Regions from separate parts of the Sus scrofa genome. Here all the other regions are linked to region 5. Evidence: chromatin contacts called from public HiChIP or PLAC-seq data. All regions are on one chromosome and are shown on one strand. The core of a region is the stretch at or near the end of the contact, and the rest is flanking DNA. Distances in the headings are between cores, read along the strand shown. Region 1 overlaps TBC1D5 (TBC1 domain family member 5). Region 2 overlaps TBC1D5 (TBC1 domain family member 5). Region 3 overlaps TBC1D5 (TBC1 domain family member 5). Region 4 overlaps PLCL2 (inactive phospholipase C-like protein 2). Region 5 overlaps PLCL2 (inactive phospholipase C-like protein 2).

Region 1 (2,735 bases), core at 41-2,540, 200 kb before region 5:
TCCCACTTGAATGCTTTTTACTTCTCTCTCTTGCCTAATTGCTCTGGCTGGAACTTTCAGTACTATGTTGAATAGTCCTGGATGTTCTCACTTTAAGTGCGGAGAAAGAAGATGATACCCTGAGAGTGCTGCTCAGGGTTTGTACATTGGACCAAATATTATAATTATTTACTTTTTTACAAATTATCTCGTTTGAGTTATTCTTACTGTTTAGTGTTGTTTAGAGAACAGATTTGTTTAGACTATAGAGGTGCTTAGAATTTGATTCAGAATCAATTTTGGTGCTCTTCCTGCCCCTTTTTTGTCCTTTGTAATTATCTTTTACCTTTTTTCTTATTTCCTCTCTGCTGTGTTATTTGAATAATGATTTGATTTGATCTTTACAGAAATGATAATCTGAATTCATTGTAGAAAATCCAGAACAAATAAGGAGGGAAATGACATACAAATCCCACCATTTGGACAGTAACCCCCCCACACACCAAAAGCATAATCATTCTTTACCTACCACTTTTCCAGTCAATACATGATATGTTATTGTTGAATGTTCTCCTGTGAGAACATTTGACTTTGAGTTGTATAATATTCTGTGCATCAGTGTACCACTAGTTACCCAAGTCCCCTGTCATTAGCCATTTAGGATTTGTGTGGAATGTGTGTATGCATGGTACCATCGAAACAATAAGGAACTCCCTGGGGGTTGTTTTGCATGTGTCCATAATTCCTTGGAATAACTTCCTAGAACTATATTAATAATCTGGAGACAACAAAATGAACATTTTACTGTGTGCCAGCACTTCATCTGGAATATCTCATGTAATTCAGTCCTCCAGCGATCAGCCGAGGTAGGGAGATTATTATCCTCATTTTACAGGCAGGAAACAGGCCCAGCGAGCTCTGCTCTGGGGTCGGGGGTCTCACAAACCCCATGTGATACACACGGATGCCGGGGCTGGCTACTGCGCTCCCACTTACTCCCCAGCACGGGTGCCCTGGTCACACACCCAGGCCACTTATTTTTATGCTCTTGAAAAGCCTTCCTCGTGCTCCTCTGCTGTGTTTCCTGAGCGTGCCTTCCTCTGCTGACACCATACGCCCTGGCTGGGTTTCCATGTGTGTATTTCGCCCTTGTGTAACCACAGCTTCCTCTGAACATCCGGGGCCTTCCCACTTTTTCTCCTCAAGACTTTCCGTTTCCTTCACTTCCCACTCCCTACTCACCCATCTGCTCCACAAAGACTGGGCGTCTTTCCTGTCTTCCGGCTGCTATATATAGCCTGTTCCTGCTGCCTGCCAGTCGCTGTCAGTTCCTTGTCTGCCTCTCTGCAATCTGAGGACACCAACTTGGCAGCTAAGTGGAACTCCACCCTGGTGCTCTTCCTGCCCTGCTTTTCTCCAGACTGGACATGCTGGGCTCTCCGTTAGTCCAGGGACAGGGACTCCCCTGCAGCCTGTGTGCTTAGGACAGGGCCACAGCCCCCAGAACATCAGTTCAGAAAAACACGAGGGCTGAAAGGAAGGGAAGAGGAGCCTCAGCTCCGGCTGCTCTCCACGCCTTGACTCAGCTCAGGCTCTTTGCCCTTGCCCCCATTTTTCTAATTCCAGTCCACTGTTGACTGTTTACTTAAAACAGCTTCCTTCATCCTTTCCTCTGAGCCAAGTCCTCCTCCCTCAAGACCCATTACAAATGCTACCTCTTCCAGAAAATCTGCCTTCACTTGTAGGCATTTCTGTGGATTAGAAGCTGTCTGCCTTCCCCATTATTGCAGAGGCTCCCCTTTCATGGCTCCTGCATGTGCTCCTCTCCTCCTTCTAAATTCACCTCCCTCTACATTTGCAGAGGTCAGAATTCGTGTGTCATTCATTAGTGTATTTCCTGCAAGGCCTAACACAATGAAAATGAATATATTTGTGGAACAAATTGATAAGTGACTAAACAATAAACTACAAAAGCTCACCCTCTTATTAACCAAGAAATAGACATTGAAGCATTAACAAAATTGATATATAAAATCCATATATTATAAAACCATTCAAACAAGTGAGATGTGCCCTGTCCATGGAAGTGTAATGATGTGTATCAGCTCTTTGGGGGTGAATGGTGGGTGGAAACACCACTTAAAAAAAAAAAAGTAAATTCAGAACCCATTTCTCCAGATCCAGTCAAAATGAAATCACAGCCAATCCTACCTGAATGTTTTTTGGAGGAAAACAATGTAGAAAGCCATTTGGGGTTAGGACTTACCAATAGTGAATTTCTCTTAAAGGAAACTGAGAGATCAAGTTATTCATTGGAGGGCCTAGTAATCCAGAGTAAGAAAGAAATGTCCACAGGAAAGAGATGGGAGAAATGGGCCAAGTGGCCTGGTTATCAAACAGCCATCTCAACTTTGGCATCACTTCTAGAGAGCTTGGCTTATACAGGAGACCACGTTTCAGGTAGGACATGAGAGAATCCACCTCATAGGTTTGTTGTGGGGATTAAATGATCTAATGCATACGAAGCCCAGGGCCAAGCATATTACAGTCACTATAAAAGGGTTAGATGCCAGCAGCTTGCCCTTCCGATGGGGTAGCCCTGTCCTCTAGTCCTTCCCTGAGAGGCCGCCAGGTCCCCCGATGCTGTGTTGCACACATAGTCTGCATGTGGCCCTACGTCCTAATCCTCCATCAGTTTCTTGGCTTGCACATCGGTTGACCATCCAGAACTTAAGGCAGTGGTGGATCTTAAGTCC
Region 2 (2,700 bases), core at 63-2,562, 180 kb before region 5:
ATTACATGGGAAATTGAAACATGTCACATTTCTGCCTTTAATATTTTAAGGTATGAAAAGACATGTTTTCCTATTTTTACTTGCAGATGCAACTTACTTAAAGCAGTGGATTTGCGACTGAGAAGTTATCTGTTAGTCAAATGTTTGTAAATACTACCTTAAGTCAATATCTAATGGCACTGCCTAGGCAACGATTTATACAGTCAGTACTTTGTTAAATGAAAATTCTTGGGGTTCCCATTGTGGCTCAGCCGGTTAAGAACCTGACATAGTGTCCGTGAGGATGCCGGTTCAATCCTTGACCTCACTCAGTGGTTTAAGGAACCAGCGTTATCACAGATGTGCCTCAGATCCATGTGGCTATGGTGTAGGCTGGCAGCTGCAGCTCTGATTCAGCCCCTAGCCTGGGCTCATATGCCACCTGTGCAGCCATAAAAAGAAAAAAGAAAAATTATTGTGTCCAAGACATTTAGCAGCCTCTGAAGGTGCCTTCTTGTTTTGATTTGGATTTCTGTACTCTGAATTTCTTAAAGTGTGGCGAGACAGCTTAGATGATTATAGCAGAGGTTTATCCTTAAAATAAAGTGAACATTTTATGTATATGTGGGTTTTCAGAAGAGAAGGTCCTGCTCTTCATCATATTCTAAAAGGTGAGCTTTGCTCTAATCCACAAAACGGGGCTGGAGAATTGTTGAGTGAGGGGATGGTGCTGATGACACGAGGACTCTGGGCTCTTGCCCTTCTGGGTGTGTCCTTGGCCTTGATCCCCTTGTGTTAGAGGGAGCTATGCTTTTCATCCTGTGTAATAGGTGGGCAATCTGGCTGCTCTGCTGGGCTGAATAGTGGGCACCCCCCACACACACCGTTCATGTTCACCCAGAATCTGTGAATGTGACCTTATTTGGAAATAGGGTCTTGACAGATGTCATGAAGTTGAGAAGAAGCCAGAGGAGGCAGAAAAGAACACTTCCCTAGAAGCTGCAGGAAGTGTGGCCCCACCAACACCTTGGCTTTGACTTAGCACCTCCAGAGCGAGAATAAATTCTATTGTTTTAAACCACCTAGTTTGAAACTCATACAGCTGCTAGCCACACAAAACCCCCAAAAGAGTAGAATAGACACAAGTAGAATAGACACACCTGTGAGCAGGTGTGCTGCCCAGTGCCCTTGGCCCTGAGCCTCATTTACATGCTTGTAAGGGGGCCCAGGGGCTCCACCAGCCTTTCAGGCAGCACAGGTGGGGAGAGTGAAGGCCCAGAAGGCACAGACTGAGTCAGCTTCCCAGAAGTTCCCTCCAGGCACTTCCCTTACCGCTCTTTGGCCACAGCGGTGTCACGTGGCCACCCTCGGTGCCAGGGAGGACACACAGCAAAATCCGGGACGTGTTGGTGAGGAGGGGGTGGTGGGTGGAGTTGGGGTTCCTGCCAGCAGCTCCACCACCTCTTTAGGCCTGCCGGGAAGATCTAGGCTGTGGCTGCCATGGTCTCAGCAACAGAGAGTGCAGAGGGGAGCGGCCTTTAGAAACAGGGAGCGGTATTCCCACTTAATCCTGAAGAACAAGAGGCGTCTCTTGTTCCCTCTTCCCAATGCACTGCTGCCCTGTGCCCCCCACTGCTCCCTTCCTAGCCTCCCCGAAGTAGCACCCCCACCACGCTTGCGCACACAGACTTCTGGGAGGCTCCCAGCAAAGCAGGGCATCCAAGAGAGGGTGGCAAGGGCTTCTTGGTTCACGGCGCTTTCGGCCAACACAGCCAGTATGGTTTAGTACAGTCTCAGGTCTGCAGTGGGAGAGTAACTCTCCGTACCCAAACTCAGGTGTGCAGAAGTGAAGCTTCTTGCTCTGAAGTTCCATTCCCACCAATGGCAGTGTGAGGCCTAAACTTGCCAGGTAAAGGCAACTCCATCTCTTCCAGGTTACCCATCTTATCTGGGCCAAGGCCTCCAGTTAGTGTCCCCACTTTGCTTCTTCTCCCTGCCAGCATGGCGTCACGTGTCTGTCTCTCTGTTATTTGAGGAAGGGCCTCTGAGTGCCCTCGCTAGCCTCTAAGGAAGGCTCTGTCCCTGAGTATTTCTGGGCCTCTTTCCTCACTGAAGCCACGGACTGCCCTGTCAGTCTGTAGCCAACGACCCTAAAGGCTTTTGGTCTTTACTGCTGGTGACCATGGGTCCCACCACTACCCTGGGGGCAGGAACCGGGCACTTTGGCCAAGCCCTTTGGCTAGACTATCAAAGGGGCAGCAGGATATCCATATCCCATTTGGTTTCTGCAGATTGCCCCTTTTCCCGGCCCTTCTGATCTGCTGGGTCTGACCTCCGGGGCTTCCCTCCATTACTTTCTTGGACCTGAGAACCCTCTGCTTCCTCCACGAGTCCTGGTACTCCTGCACCCCCTGGCTGAACTTCCCCTCAGGGCCCTGGAGCCAGGAAGTCTGCCCCCCTAGCAGCTCGGGGGAGCGGGCGGTGGGGAGGGGTGCAGAACCACTGCCCTTCCAAACTGCCCAGGCAACCCTGCACTCAGAGCTCTGCCTTCAAAGCCAAGCAGTCACAAAATCCCAGGCAACCTTTTCAGTCCTCCAAAAGACCCACAGAACTGTTTCTTGTCAATTTTCTGCAGTTGTTTGTCTTAATGTCTCGTTGGGTGGATTTTGTGTTTTTTTATTGAGAGAGAACAAATTGTTACAGGCTTTTAAGGAAACCAAA
Region 3 (2,700 bases), core at 20-2,519, 240 kb before region 5:
TGTACTGTAAATCATAATTGCAGCAAGTGTGTCATGGGACCAGGGTTGTTGTATAATTCAAAAATTGATTTTTTTTTACTATTGTGTAAAAGTTACAGGGAAAGCAGATCTGTTGCTGATACATTATTATACATAGAAAATATGGTTCCCTTTAAGAAGGCTCTTTTTTTAGCTTGTTCAACTCAAAATAGCGTAGGACTTCAGATAGTGATCTCTCCAGGGGATGAGTCTGTTGGTAGTGACTGTGCTTCATGTTGAACTTTGTCACCCAGGAGAGAAACCAGAGAACCCCAAAAATCTTCCTTCTCAGTGCTCCTGTGAAATGCTGCATGGTGTTTCCTTTTCCTTTCTTTCCCGTAGTCTTAAAATGCATTCCTCTATCCCTCCCTTCCTTTGTCTGTTTCTTTGAATTTGAACATTTTAAGCATTTACTATAGGTCCAATTTGTAAATGAAATCTCGCCTATAATAAGCATATCAAGTTTAAAGGGTATGCAGTTCACAGATTTATTTTTACATGTTGACATTTATAAGCGCATGTGGTAACTTATGAAATCTTTTCATTACCTAATATGAAATTAGAACTTGTTTAGGTCTTTATTTTATCACAGATGAAACTGACTTCAAGTTTAGTTAAAAATAAATTTTGTCTGTTGTAGGAGGAAGTCAATTTGAGAAGCATGCTTACTTCTTAAATGCATGTAACTTACTTATGGATAAAGACATTTTTAAAAAAATAAGAACATATAAAATCATGCTGTTATTTGTAGCATAACAAAATCTGCTCAGCAAAATCTTTTGATTGCTAAAGATTCCTATGCTTCAGACTAGTAGAAACTTGTTTTTTTCTCTAAGGAAAACATGCACAAAAACTTTTTGGGAAACACTTTTAAAAAATTATTTTCTTTAAAAAATACTTTATATTCATCTTTCTAAGATTGTATTTTCTGTTTCACTGTACTTTTAATAATTAGGTTGATAAGTAAAAGAATTACAACATTAAATATGAAAGAAAAGCTGATTTTTTTTCCTTTTTATGAAATCTAATTATTTTTTCTTATGAAATCCAGGCGATGTAGTTACAGGAAGTGATGCTCAGGTTTCTGTTCCTGTCCAGACTCTAACTGACCTCCCAGGTACAGTTACCATGGCACTGTGGTCTGTTTCTTTGCCTGCAGTGTTCTCATTGCCGCCTCCGAAACTCCATTTTCCTTTTTGCCTGCCCTCCATTCATGCTGTTTATCAGTTCACTCCATTGTTCAGCCACTGGGTGGCACTGTTGTTTAGAACAAAAGTCCCCTCACATGTCATACAGTGGTGGCGGTGCTGAATATGGCTAAGATGTGAGGTTTTGGGGTTTTTTGTTTTTTGTTTTTTTTTTAATTAAGTTTGTCCCAGCCCCTTTCCTTGAAAAACATGATCACTCTATATTTTATGGTTATTTTAACCACATTTTATTTGGCAGCTCACGCTGAGGTGTTCTTTTTATGGCATTAGTGCTTTGTGACAGTATTTGACAAATTAGCTCTGATTATATTATATGTTGTTTCTATGCATATTGTTGTATGTATTAGCCAGAGGTACTTATTACATTTTACCTAAAAGAATTATAACTCAATTTTGAAATATGTTTTTAAGTATAGGCTTTGTATTATGAATTAATTAACAGAATTAAAGTTCAGCATGGCAAATCTCTGCACAGTAATTGACAGTGGCTTAAAATAAAAAGATAATATTTATTGTAACCATTTGTTCAAAATCTAGAAAAGGTTTATTTAAGAAATGCAAAATAAAAATAACCCATATTCAGCACCTCCTGTGAAATTTAGAAATATATAAATATTTAAAGTAGCTAGGTTCATCTTTTATTGTGTAATCTTTTAGATAAAATATGTTATAGAGAGGAATTCTGTATTAAATGGAAGTCTAGACTAACTTTAAAAATCCTCCGTTGGGGTTAATAGATGCAGACTATTGCCTTTGGAATGGATTAGCACTGAGATCCTGCTGGTAGCACTGGGAACTACGTCTGGTCACTTATGATGGAGCACGATAATGTGAGAAAAAAGACTGTGTACATGTATATGTAACTGGGTCACCATGCTGTACAGTAGAAAAGAGACAGAACACTGTAAACCAGCTATAATGGAAAAAATTAAAACATTATTAAAAAAAAAAACAGAATCCTCCACTCAAATTCACACTAAAAAAGGAAGTAGTATCAATTGAAATTCATGTCTTCCTTAGTTTAAAATATAGTCATACTACTAGTATTAAAATACTGTTCTAAATGTGATATGTCACCATGATATCTGTGCTTTTAAATAAATTTACAGAAAATAATATATTGTGATTAGGAGAAGAATGGTGTGTTCTCTTAACATCTTAGAAAAACATACTGCGGCAAAAGAAGGATGTGATCTTACTTCTATATATGGTTCCTCGTTTCACAGGTACAGTTTCTGGCTCTGTTCTGATAATTGAACCAGCTGACCTTTAGTTTAGGGCTTTTCAAGCTCGGGGATTCCGTGAAAGGCTGCTGTTTACTTTTAGTATCTGCTCTTTAGCTTGGTCCGTTATTGCACTTAAATGGATAGTGATGTGGTCATTTGATGTGGTGAGAATTCATAGGACTTAAATTAGTTTCCTAAAATTAAAATCTGAGCTCCCACCACCCACTCTCTGGCTGCTTTTTAACAAG
Region 4 (2,700 bases), core at 149-2,648, 160 kb before region 5:
TGAGTCTTCCTTAAAGCCTGGAGAGGAAAGGGTCTGAACATCAGCTGACTGCAAGGTGGCCAGGACCACATGTGGTACCAGGCCTTCATCTGTTAAGTCAGCTGGAGGAAAGCCATGGATTCATCACTCTTAGGTTAAAGCAGCACCAGTGTTGTCAGAAAATGGCCCAACTCCCCGAAAGGCCTAGAGTGCAATAGGTTTGTGAGCCTTCAAAAGGCTTACGGTTGCTCAAGAAGACAAGTATTGAGATTGCAGTTTCAGTATAAATGGAGAAGGATGAGTCAACCCACTTGTTTAGTCTTGTTCAACTGAACAGCACACGAATCTAGTGTAATTATGGTAGAGTTGGAAAGTTAAAGTTAACAGATAGGTACAGGAAGTGGAACCAAAAGCCCAAGTCCAATTACAAATTAGACAACAAAAGTGCTAAGGGGCTTCATCAGGTTCAAATAAATGTCGACAAAGAAAGAAAGGGAATTGTACTATTTACTAAATACTCTAAGGAAGATTCGCTGCTGAAAGCTGATCAGTTCTAGTCCATGATCACCCCTCACTGCCCCTGTTCAACAGGGGCAGCCAGAGTGGTCACTGCCTCTTTCCTGCAAGACTGTGGAATGGACAGTGTCAGTGGAGAGCTGTAGGAGCAGTGACAAATCTGACTGAATATTAGATCTGTTTCTCTTCCTTTAACCTATATATTCCATTGCTTTTGCTATAAGTTCATCACTAAAGGGATGTTGCCTGTAGCTCAAAGTACACCTAATGGCCATCTCAGGAAACCCTGCCCTATGCTTGAAAGGTAAACTAAAATACCTTTTGTTCAGCTCACAGACACATCTTGACCCAGCCCACCAGTGAATGGCTGCAAGGAGGAAGAAATTAGCACATCCCCTCCCAGAGTCTGGCAAAACCAGGAGATATTTGCAACAATTTATGACCTCACTTATATTGCTAGCTATATTATATGTATATTTCCTGTTTTACAGAATTAATTCTTATACTATCAAATGTGTGACTGAACTCTGATAAAAAATAATGATGACAAGGCAACTTGAAATAGTTGACCAGATATATAGTCATAATACAAGAACAATAACTAACACTGCAATTCTAGATGTGTGAAGAAGCAACAAGAGGGAGTTTTTCCTGGACCATAACAGATTGGTAAGACAGGTGCCCAGAGACTTTTGACTACTGTTAGTAAAGCCTAGTCTAGTGACTAGCACACTGACGAGCCTATGAAGGAAATCCTTGCCTGACTTAGGAAGAGCATTTCTAGCACCACGGGCAAAGTGGTCATGAAGTGCTTCCCAACCCATGTCACACTTATGACCATAAGGAAGGCCTGCCAACTAAAAACTGGCACTTGCCATCTGCCTTGTATGAGGATTAAGTCACAAGCCACTGCGGCCACTGACCTCCAACACCCCCTGTGGGGAGTGCAGGGTGGACATCAGGAGTGAGGCCCTCTGTGCTCTGGGAAAAAATGACAGAACAGGTCTTCAGATAGTTAGATATTTTCAGGAGAAGATTTTATGAGCCCAATTCCTGCATCTCCTCATATCTAGAAAAGCACTAAAATCATTAACACTGACATCTGCTTTGGCCATTGAGGTGAGAAATGAATATGAAAGTCAAAAGTGAAGAGAAGTGGTCAGACATCCAAGGTGAGACTGGGTGGCCATTGGGGGTGTGATTTCAAACACGCTCCTGTATTGCCAAGAACTGAGTTGTGTCGGCCTCATTCTCAAAGCAGTGTCTGCTGGAGAGGACCCTGTGGTTCCTCTGTCAAGTTTACTATTAACCTCCTTATCTGAAACATGACTCCTTTACTTATCCAACACCCCTTTTGTTCTCAAGATTGAGGATCAAAGGAAAGGGGGGGATGCAATGGACAGGCCCTTCCCCATATCCTCTCCTTTAGCTCCTCCCTGAAGTACTCAGAGAACAGTATCTGATGCCCACTTCCTGAGTTGTTTCACAGATGTGAAAAATCCCCACCAAACGGAAGATGTTAACTATCTGACCATGAGCAAGCAGCCCTCAGGCCCCCTGGAGCCTAAAGATTGATAATGTTACCTTGGTGACACTACCCTGTCACGGCACCCAGTCAGAGAATTGTGCAGAAGCTGATCACTTACCCTTCCCTCACCTGGCCTTTAAAGATGCTTTGCTGAAAACCTCAGGGGAGTTCAGGTTTTGGGGGCACAAGCCACCCATCTCCATTCAGAAAGCGTCCTCTGCTCCAAACTTGACCTTTCAGTTTGTGTGGCCTCACTGTGCGTCAGGCACACAGACTCGCATTCATTAGCACTGACTCCTCTGCTTCTCCATGCAGACCCTGACTCAGGGCGCACCAGGCCCAGGCCAAGACTGGCTGTCACCCCAAACAGGCCTCACATTCATCCCTTCTGGCCTTGCCCAGCAGCTTGATGTGCATGTGGCTTAATTTTTCCCATCACCCTGAGTCTCCAGAAGCTGCAGGTCCCTCAGTGCCACTCTGAGGTGACACAAGCAGGTCTAGGGTTCCTCTGCTATCTCTTCCAAGCATTTTTCTGCAACCAAAACCCAAGAATCAGGTACAGCCTCTATGGAGAACAGTATGAAGTTTTCTTAAAAAACTAAAAGTAGAGCTGCCATATGATCCAGCAATCCCACTCCTGGGCATCTAATCAGACGAAACTATAATTCAAAAAGATA
Region 5 (2,700 bases), core at 190-2,689:
ATTGAAAACCAAAATCATGCAATGTTTACACTAAGTCACTGGACAGGCTGTCCTGAGGCAAGGCATCTGTATGCTATTTACGACAACAAAGGGACAAATAAACGGTAATTTTTGTTTTGCATGAAGACAGGTCACAAGGGACACCTAATGGTCACTCTGGAGGCAGTCAGGTTTGCTCCTGTCCTCAGACTGACCACACCAGCTCTGAGAGCCCAGCATTTACAACAAAAGAGAAGCCTGTGGTGTATTAGCTCATTAGAGGAGGGTTTCAACTCCTATTTCTTGAAGACCTGGGTTTGTTCAGAAGAAAACACAGCCTAATATATGATTAGATTTAAATTTCCTATAGAACTAGGGAGACAAATTAGGAGAATTCTAAAGGTTCTCTGAAATATTCTTTGCCTGCCCTTAGTTCTGAATGGTCTCCTTAACTCTCCCATAAAAAAATTTTTAAAAATTATACAAATAGAAAATAAAATATGTATTAATGCAAAATAACAGAAAAGACTTTGGAGCCTAACAGAACTGTGTTCAAATCAGAGCTGTACCTATTATTTCTGCTATCACAGGGATAATACTCTCATATTCTAGATATATTTTGAAGATAGAGACAAAAAAAACTTGTTGAAAGATTAGATGTGATGTATCAGAGAGAGAGTGAAAGAGGAGCTCCCAGCATGGCATAGCAGAAACAAATCCGACTAGGATCCATGAGGTTGCGGGTTCAATCCCTGGCCTTGCTCAGTGGGTTAAGGGTCCAGCATTGCTTAGTTGTGGTGTAGGTTGCAGATGCAGCTCAGATCCCACGTTGCTGTGGCTGTGGGAAAGGCCAGCAGCTGTGGCTCCGATTCGACTCCTAGCCTGGGAACCTCCATATGTTGAGAATGTGGCCCTGAAAAGCAAAAAAAAAAAAAAAAAAAAAAAAAAAAAGAGAGAGAGAGAGAGAAAGAGAAGCATCAGAGAGACCCCAGGGCCTGGACCACCAGCAGGCTGCCATCACACCAAGACAGGGGCTGCAGATGGGAAGGGAACAGGAGAGCTGCGCTGAGATGCACTAAGTGGGCTGCTAGGCAGGTGGACCTACAAGCCAGGAGTACAGAAGAGACACTAGGCTGGAGAGATAAATTTGGGAGTGGTCGGCATCTAGATGGCACTTACTGCCAGGAGGCAGGATGAGTGCATCAAAAGAGCGTAAACAGCAAAGCACAGAGCGAAAAAGCTGTGATCACGACAGCATTTCAAGGTGGGAGAGGAGGACGTCAGCCAGGGGGGACAGAAAAGGCTGATGAGTGAGCCAGAAGGAAAACTGGGAGAGTGGGGAGCCCTGGAAAGTGAGGGTATCAAAGCAGAGAATGAGGGACCAAGAGCTATACTACTGAAGAGAGGACTGACAACCGACCGACTGATGGGTTTAAGAGCGTGGTGACCTTGATAAGAATAGCTCTCTGCTGAGCAGTAAGACTGGGAACCTGAGGGAAGTGGGTTTAAGAAGGTGGAGATGGTGAGCACAGACAAGTCTCCAAGTTGTTTGCTACAAAGGGAGACAAAGACATTGGGCAGCAGCCAGCAGAGGAGTGACATCGAGGAAACATGGGACAAATCCCAGAATGTGTGCTGGTGGAAATGGCCCAGGAGAGAGTGAGAACTGACTCCACAGGAGAGGGGAGGAGAACTACTGTGTAAAGGAGCTGACTCCTCCAGAGAGGCTGGGGTCCTCGGCCCACAAGGTGGGACCCAGGCCAGCTCATCTTTTGACACTCTGGAAGGCAGAACATGTGGGTGTAGTGTTGATGAATGGGTAGGCCACGACTGAGTAACAGTAACCATGACTGGTTAGACCAATTCAACAGCTTCTTAGGGATGGGGAGAGAAAAACCATCTAAAGACAGAGGAAACCACCCTAAACTTTAAGTTTCCTCATTATCCAAGGTACAGCATTTAAGCCAACATAGGCTGTTTTAAACCAGAATTATTTTTGACATATCGCCGCCTTTTGTTGAACAGGAATGGGGACTCCGGAGCACTATTAAATTGGTGACAGAATAAAAAGGAAGTTACAGAATATAAGAGAAGTACATCTGAGGTGTAGTATGCAAATTTCAACCCCAGCAACCAAGAAAGTTAATATTCTTGCTCCTAAGCTTCCTCATTAGTCATTGTCTGCTCAGTGCACTTCACCTCAATGATCCCAGAAGACATTTAATAAGAACACAGTGCCCGGAGTTCCCTGGTGACCTAGCAGTTAAGGATCCAGCATTGTCACTGCTATGGCATGGGTTCAATCCCTGGCCCAGGGAACTTCCACATACCACAGGCATGGCCAAAAGCAAAGAACACAGGAACAGTGATACATAAAACCACTGAGTGCCTTGTGTGCCAAGGCCTGTGCCAAATGCTGTAATACACCCCTTTTCAGGAGATCAGCACAGTAGGCCTCTGAAGGAAGCATTATTATTATTTTCCCCTTTTCATAAATGGGGAAGCTATGCAGACAGAAGCTAATGTGACTTGCTCAACAGTAAGTGGGGAGAAGGAGAGTTCAAACCCAGGTCCTCAATCTCAAGAAACAGCCAAATCTGTGTGTTAAAAGTGGACATTTTAAGTTACCACATCAAGAACTCAGCCCAACTATGGTGTAGGCCAGCAGCTACAGCTCAGATCTGACCCCTAGCCTGGGAACTTCCTATGCCACGAGTGCAG

What was found. HiChIP or PLAC-seq counts read pairs in DNA pulled down with a chosen protein or histone mark.
Region 1: an H3K27ac HiChIP or PLAC-seq map of alveolar macrophages shows a contact between it and region 5. The contact joins two enhancer-like sites. A contact is called at or near these places in 1 of 47 Hi-C or Micro-C datasets (liver) and 2 of 2 datasets of contacts at active chromatin or transcription factors (alveolar macrophages and skeletal muscle).
Region 2: a contact with region 5 is called in an H3K27ac HiChIP or PLAC-seq map of alveolar macrophages. The contact joins two enhancer-like sites. A contact is called at or near these places in 1 of 47 Hi-C or Micro-C datasets (liver) and 1 of 2 datasets of contacts at active chromatin or transcription factors (alveolar macrophages).
Region 3: an H3K27ac HiChIP or PLAC-seq map of skeletal muscle shows a contact between it and region 5. The contact joins two enhancer-like sites. A contact is called at or near these places in 1 of 47 Hi-C or Micro-C datasets (liver) and 2 of 2 datasets of contacts at active chromatin or transcription factors (alveolar macrophages and skeletal muscle).
Region 4: an H3K27ac HiChIP or PLAC-seq map of alveolar macrophages shows a contact between it and region 5. The contact joins two enhancer-like sites. A contact is called at or near these places in 2 of 2 datasets of contacts at active chromatin or transcription factors (alveolar macrophages and skeletal muscle).

What each region holds. Positions count from the first base shown.
Region 1 is chr13:4,229,611-4,232,345 of Sscrofa11.1, reverse strand. The region is part of intron 20 of TBC1D5 (TBC1 domain family member 5); the gene reads left to right. Among named protein-coding and RNA genes, the nearest start is that of PLCL2, 240 kb to the right of the region's middle. Within about 2 kb of position 1,290, at least 34 of the 83 cell types and tissues checked have an H3K27ac peak or open chromatin away from gene starts, as enhancers often do. A contact at or near this core is called in alveolar macrophages and skeletal muscle, where this site is marked.
Region 2 is chr13:4,209,068-4,211,767 of Sscrofa11.1, reverse strand. The region is part of intron 21 of TBC1D5 (TBC1 domain family member 5); the gene reads left to right. Among named protein-coding and RNA genes, the nearest start is that of PLCL2, 220 kb to the right of the region's middle. Within about 2 kb of position 1,312, at least 10 of the 83 cell types and tissues checked have an H3K27ac peak or open chromatin away from gene starts, as enhancers often do. A contact at or near this core is called in alveolar macrophages, where this site is marked.
Region 3 is chr13:4,266,755-4,269,454 of Sscrofa11.1, reverse strand. All of the region lies in intron 19 of TBC1D5 (TBC1 domain family member 5), which reads left to right. Among named protein-coding and RNA genes, the nearest start is that of PLCL2, 280 kb to the right of the region's middle. Within about 2 kb of position 1,269, at least 4 of the 83 cell types and tissues checked have an H3K27ac peak or open chromatin away from gene starts, as enhancers often do. A contact at or near this core is called in skeletal muscle, where this site is marked.
Region 4 is chr13:4,192,074-4,194,773 of Sscrofa11.1, reverse strand. The region is part of intron 6 of PLCL2 (inactive phospholipase C-like protein 2); the gene reads right to left. It overlaps TBC1D5 (TBC1 domain family member 5), which reads left to right. Exons shown (of 24, transcript XM_021069682.1): 24 at 1-2,700. Among named protein-coding and RNA genes, the nearest start is that of PLCL2, 200 kb to the right of the region's middle. Within about 2 kb of position 1,398, at least 6 of the 83 cell types and tissues checked have an H3K27ac peak or open chromatin away from gene starts, as enhancers often do. A contact at or near this core is called in alveolar macrophages and skeletal muscle, where this site is marked.
Region 5 is chr13:4,028,185-4,030,884 of Sscrofa11.1, reverse strand. All of the region lies in intron 2 of PLCL2 (inactive phospholipase C-like protein 2), which reads right to left. Among named protein-coding and RNA genes, the nearest start is that of PLCL2, 37 kb to the right of the region's middle. Within about 2 kb of position 1,439, at least 8 of the 83 cell types and tissues checked have an H3K27ac peak or open chromatin away from gene starts, as enhancers often do. A contact at or near this core is called in alveolar macrophages and skeletal muscle, where this site is marked.